Regions from separate parts of the Macaca mulatta genome. Here region 2 is linked to region 1. A link is a contact called in public Hi-C data. All regions are on one chromosome and are shown on one strand. The core of a region is the stretch at or near the end of the contact, and the rest is flanking DNA. Distances in the headings are between cores, read along the strand shown.

Region 1 (2,915 bases), core at 248-2,747:
ATTTTTTTAATCAGGAAAAAAACAGGCTTACTTTCAATCTAATAATGTTTTATCCAGAAAAATGAAAGGGCGAGAAATTCAGAATAACGGCCTCATTTTACCCAATTCCCTAAAAATAAGGTGAAAATGTAGGAAGGTTTTTGTTTTTGAAGAATTCACCTAAAAATCCCCAGGGAACATCATTTTTATTCGTCCTTAGCACACTCAAGTTTCAAATCCACTAGCTCAGTATTTGAAGAGGACCACTCTTACCGTGCCGCTTTACTCCCAAATTGTTGTTCCCCAAAAAGTATCTTTTAGGGAAACAAAGCAGCTTCATCTGCAGTCCCATAAACCAATAACAGAATATGATCCTTTCTCAACTTTACTGCCCCCAAACTGCAAGCTCTCAAGATCAACCTTTGCCTCAGTTTTAGCAAAAAAGCAACATTTCGCCCAAGAAAATCAAAGGGCTGAAACACGCCTACACGCTGTACTTTCTAAAACTTTTCAGCGGCTAAGTCCAAGCGCTCGCCGCGATGCCTGGCGCATGAACATAACAATCTAAAATTGCTGCCGCTTCACAGCAGCCATACAAGCTACCGGTGGCCTCGGATGGAGGGCAGATTTTTAACTTCCAGCAATTTCCAAACTTTTTCACTGAAATACTCCCAACAGCTGAAGAAATTAACTCGGACCCCTGACAGTCCAGAAAGGTTTAACCCAAGCCAAGCTCATCATTTCCAACTTGAAATCTAACCAGTTGTGGGAATTTTGCGTTCCCTCCTCTCCCCGGTTTCCTTTACTGCAAGACCAGAGGCCATGACTCACCCAGAAGGGGACCGGAGCCCCCGGGAGGCCGCGCCATGTTCTCCAGGAGCAGGACCCCAGCCGACCACCCGCGCGTCCAGTCGCCGGCACCCCCCCGCCCCCCGCTCCGCGACGCCCGGAAGAGCCGAGGCCTCCAGTGAAGGTCCCCCCACCCCCGGCGTCCCCGCACCTGGCCTAGCGCCCGGCCACGCCCGCGCCTGCAGCCCACAGATGACGCCAACCCGCCCTGCACCCACCCCCAGCACTCCCCACTCCCCGCAGGCCGCCCAGCCCCGGCCCCCGCGTACCTGTACCCCCAGGTGCACAGCAGGGCCTGGCTCAGGTGCGCGCGCAGCTGCCCCAGCGTCGGCTCTGCCTCGGGCACCTCCAGCGGCCAGGTCCGCTTCTGAAGCCGCACCCGCAACCTCATGACGGCGGCAGGCGACCCGTGGGGCCTGGACCCGGAGGCGGCGACGGGGACGGCGGCGGGGCCGAGCAGCTCTCGCCCCAAACGGCTACAACCCCGGACCGGCGACTACCGGAGCTGAGGGCTTGCTGAGGCGAAACGAGGAAACAGCCCCGCCACCGAGACCGCCCTGCTGGTGGGGCTCTGGAATATGAGCGCCCGCCCCACTCCTGAGGGCGCCGCCTGGAGCGGACCCCGAGAGCTGGAGGCGGGCAGGCGGCCTAAAGGAGCCAGGCCTCTTGGGGTCGGCCGATCGATGACTCGGCGCGCAACGGCCCTGCCTGAGAGTGCGGGCACAGTGCGCAGGCGCCGAGATGCGGCAGCTCCCTGGCGTCCCAGTCTTTCCTCGGCGGTAGCTGGGACTCCCTGTATTTGCTCCCTGTGTGCATGGAACAACGGTAGCGCAGACAGGGATGCTGCAGACAGACAATACAGTCGCCACTCCCCAGGACCAAGTGTCACCCCATTTCTTCTGTGGCCCGCAGCTCCAGCGGCATCTGCTCTGAGAAGCCTAGGTTAATCCTCAGGCTTGGCCGGGCGCGGTGGTTCACGCTTGTAATCCCAGCACTTTGGGAGGCCGAGGCGGGTGGATCGCTTGAGCCCAGGAGTTCGAGATCAGCCTGGGCAACATGGTGAGACCCCCCATCTCTACAAAAAAGACAAGAAATTACTCAGGCGTGGTAGCGCCTGCCTGTGATCCCAGCTACTTGGGTGGCTGAGGCAGGAGGGCCGATTGAGCCCGGAGGTTGAGGCCTCAGTGAGCTGTGATCGCACCACTGCACCTCAGCCTAGTTCCACAGAACGAGACCCTGTCTCAAAAAAAGTAGAACTATTTGTAGCCAGTAATCTATGTTCGACAGTTTATTAGAACTCTATTGCTGCGTAACAATCACCCCAACGTTTAACGCAATAAACATTTGTTGTCCCACAGGTTTTAGAGGTCAGGGATTTGGGGATACGTGGCTGAGTGGTTCTGTCTCCAGGTCTCCCATGAGATTACAGTCAAAGTGTAGGCCAGGGCAGCAGTTATTGATTAGGGCCGGAGGATCGGCCTCCAGGATGGCACACTCATGACTGTTGGCCGGAGACCTGTTTTTCACCACGTGAACCTCCCCATAGGGCTGTTTGAGTGTCCCCATGACATGGCAGCTGGTCTCCCTCAGAGCAGGTGATCCCAGAGAGACCAAGGCATAAGCCACAATGTCTTTTATGACCTAGCTCCAGAGGTCACATATGGCTTTTGTCATATTTACAAACCAACCCGCTGTGTGAGGGGATCCACCCGAAGGTATGAATGCCAACAGACAGGGATCGCTGCAGGCCATCCTGGAGGCTGGCTACCAGAGAGGATCTAATTAATGATAACTTAGATGAGAGAGAGTATCAAGTTTCATCCTTGTATGATAACCGTAGTCCAAATCCTTAGAGTCAAATAAAGTTTCTCCCTATAGGTGGCGGCACTTGTCCACATCCTGCCCTCGATTCTGCAAGTAAATATGTATTGATTGCCTGCTTTTTGACAGGTAACCCCACATGCCGGAGACTCAGAGACCAAAAAGACATGTTTCTGTCCATGCAGAGTTTACAGTTGAGTGAATCAGCTCTTGCAGTAGAGTGTAAAAAGTGTCTGCTTTATGACAGACATACAGACCTGAGGATT
Region 2 (2,915 bases), core at 191-2,690, 63 kb after region 1:
AGACTATCCTGGCCAACATGGTGAAACCTAGCTCTACTAAAAGTACAAAAATTAGCTGGGAGTGGTGGCACGAACCTGTAGTCCCAGCTACTTGGGAGGCTGAGGCAGGAGAATCGCTGGAACCTGGGAGGTGGAGTTTGCAGTGAGCCAAGATGGTGCCAGTGCACTCCAGCCTGGCGACAGAGTGAGACTCCGTCTCAATAAAATAAAATAAAAAATAGAAAAGGGAAGAGACCTAAGGTTGCACAGACGTCAAGGCTTGATTTTAAAAGAGAATTCTTTACGTCTGAAATCTTTCCAAGAAACAGGGTAACCACAGGAAACTCTAAAAGTTGCATCACTTCAAGCTTTAGGATTTTTCACCCATCACAGATTCAGTGAAATGGCAGTGTGGAGTACTAAACTCAGACAATTCATAATTGAGAATGATATCAATGTGTCAGAGCACCTAATCAGTGGGGAGAAATTGGGGCAGAAGAGAAGAAGACCGGAACCAGTGTAGGTAATGCGATAAATGAATGTAAACTACATACTGTTTTTTTTTTTGCAGCACTTACAGTCTAGTGGGGGAATGGAAGGAGAGCTGTTTACAGAGTGCTTGCCGTGTGCCAAACCCTGTGCTGATTACTCCTCTGGTGTCACTTCATTTAGCCTTCTACTCAAGAAAGAAGTATGATCCCATTTTAGACATGATGAAACAGAGATAAGAAGGGTTAATCACACCAAGCCAGTAAATGGCACAGATAGAAATAGAATCTTGCAAGTCTTTCTAATCCCAAAGTTGCAGTTGTTGACATGAGGCAGAACTCGAAACTGAAATCACTTAAAGCTCACTTACCACTATGAACAAGAGGCTCACTTACCACTATGAACAAGAAACATGGCGTATAAAAGCATGATTAAAGAGGTCTTGATGATCAAAGGATGCTAGACTGAGGAGTTCTGGCGATCCATAGGGCTGTGATTTGATCATTTTGTAGTACATGTCTGGCCATAATAGATGCATCCACAAATGTTTGTTAGAATAAACGATAAGCTGCCATGCTTCATTCTTTAGGATGCCCCTTTCCGATAAAAAAAAGTTATTTGATGTATATCCAGATTCATTCCGAAACATAAATGTTCAGCTATGGTATTTATTCAAACAGGTTTTTCTTTCTCAGCTGCTGGCGTATCTTTTTCCCCTCCCAGCTGAGGGTGTAAACTCCAAGCCGATGCACCGGACCTGACCCAGACTCAAGGTGTTTTCATAAGCTGCAGAAAAGCGTCTCCAAAACAAAAGATAACTACATTAGAATTTAAACTCCTGGATTTCGCTTAGCTGTAGCTTAGAGGAAATCGACTAATAAAGATCCTAGCTATACACTAGAGGACAATGCAGCTTAACCAGAGGAAAGACGTTGGCCTGAAGAGTTTCGAGCCTCGGCGCTTGCCGTTGCTCATCCTGCTGCGGCGCTGGTCGCGCCTGCGCTTTGGTTGTTGGAAGGCGGTGCTCTGGGAAGCCGGACAACGCGGCAGCCGCTCTTCAAAGCCGAGCCGGGAGTTTTCGCTACCGTTGTCGCCGCCATGAGTCGCAACTATAATGATGAGCTGCAGTTCTTGGAAAAGATCAGTAAAAACTGCTGGAGGATCAAGAAGGGCTTCGTGCCCAACATGCAGGTAAGTCAGGAGAGTAAATGGCGGGGCCTTCCCTGCTCCGTCCCCGGCCCGGCCGGCGTCCACCGCGCCCTCTGGACCTCCCTCGACCACTGGGTCCGCCCCGGCCCCTTGCAGAGTTTCTCTCATCCCCTCCTTCTCCCCTCACGGTTCTGGGGCCGCCCAACGTGTTCCAGCACCACCTCCCGCCAGGAGAGGTCCCCGAACCACGAGGAGAAGCTAAGCGCAGTGGATATGGGGAATCCAAATAAATACGAAATTGGGGTTTCCAAAGCGTTTTCACAGATCAGTCTCATAAACGCATCGTGAGCTGGTTTACGTTCCTGGTCTTCAAGGTGGAAATTGCCAGCCCTGGGTTCATTTGCTAGGACTGGAATTCATCTCCTCTGAGTCATGCTGGTTATTTATATAACGTTTACAGACCTTTGTTCACTGAACCAAGTTTTCAGCATTCAGTATTCCATGTTGGTTTTTAATTAAGCGATGTCATTTCTTGCAGTAGCACAGGGGAGGGCCTGATTGATTTTAATACTTCACAGAAGGACCTCGAGCATCTGTCGGTGACATAGTTTCCTCTACCTACCTAGGAAGAAGCTCAGCCAGGACTTGATGTCCAGTTTACTAGTTTTTCCTCTGATGTCCCAAATGGAGACTTGAGGGCTTGGGATCATCAGACAGTTTAAAAGCCTGGGCTCTGTATCTCTCGGCCTTCATCACCATCTGTGCTCATATTTTTCATTAACGTGAAAAAAGAAAACGTTTGTGAAGTTTTGCAACGTATTTTTAAATAGTTTTTGAAATCCCTGAAGATGCCAAGTAAATGCCTCAAAGGTTTACCGTCTCACGTCTTGGTAAACAGCTCCCAATAGCCACTCCCCTCTTTTATTCGGAATCAAAGCTTATTGAGTTTCCCTTGTTGGCAAGTCATTTACACTGAGGGAAGAAAAAGCCCACAGGGATAAATCTGTGTTCTATTTGCTGTTTGGCCACTTTCTTTGTATGGAAACCGATACCCTGAAGGAAGGAAACATAAGGGGAGCACAGTGGTTCATGGCCTGTAATCTCAACACTTTGGGAGGCCAAGGCGGGAAGATTCTTTGTGCTTAGAACTTCCAGACCTGTCTGGGCAATATAGTGGGACCGCGTCTCTACCAAAAAAAAATTTAATTAGCCAGGCGGGGTGGTGTGCACCACAGCTACTCAGGAGGCTGAGGCAGCGGGAGCCCTTGAGCCTGGGAGATCGAGGCTGCAGTGACCCG

What was found. A called contact is a pair of places that touch in the nucleus more often than the background predicts.
Region 2: a contact with region 1 is called in a Hi-C map of liver, with 3 times the contacts expected there. The contact joins the promoter of RTCB here to the promoter of FBXO7 in region 1. A contact is called at or near these places in 5 of 14 Hi-C or Micro-C datasets (CD4 T cells, cortical neurons, fetal cortex germinal zone and 2 more).

The regions. Positions count from the first base shown.
Region 1 is chr10:19,028,859-19,031,773 of T2T-MMU8v2.0, forward strand. FBXO7 (F-box protein 7) reads right to left here and starts at 1,498. Exons shown (of 9, transcript NM_001257458.1): 1 at 1,098-1,498. The coding sequence starts at 1,219. It overlaps BPIFC (BPI fold containing family C), which reads left to right and starts at 1,041. Exons shown (of 17, transcript XM_077949874.1): 1 at 1,041-1,887.
Region 2 is chr10:19,091,474-19,094,388 of T2T-MMU8v2.0, forward strand. RTCB (RNA 2',3'-cyclic phosphate and 5'-OH ligase) reads left to right here and starts at 1,441. Exons shown (of 12, transcript NM_001194558.1): 1 at 1,441-1,659. The coding sequence starts at 1,567.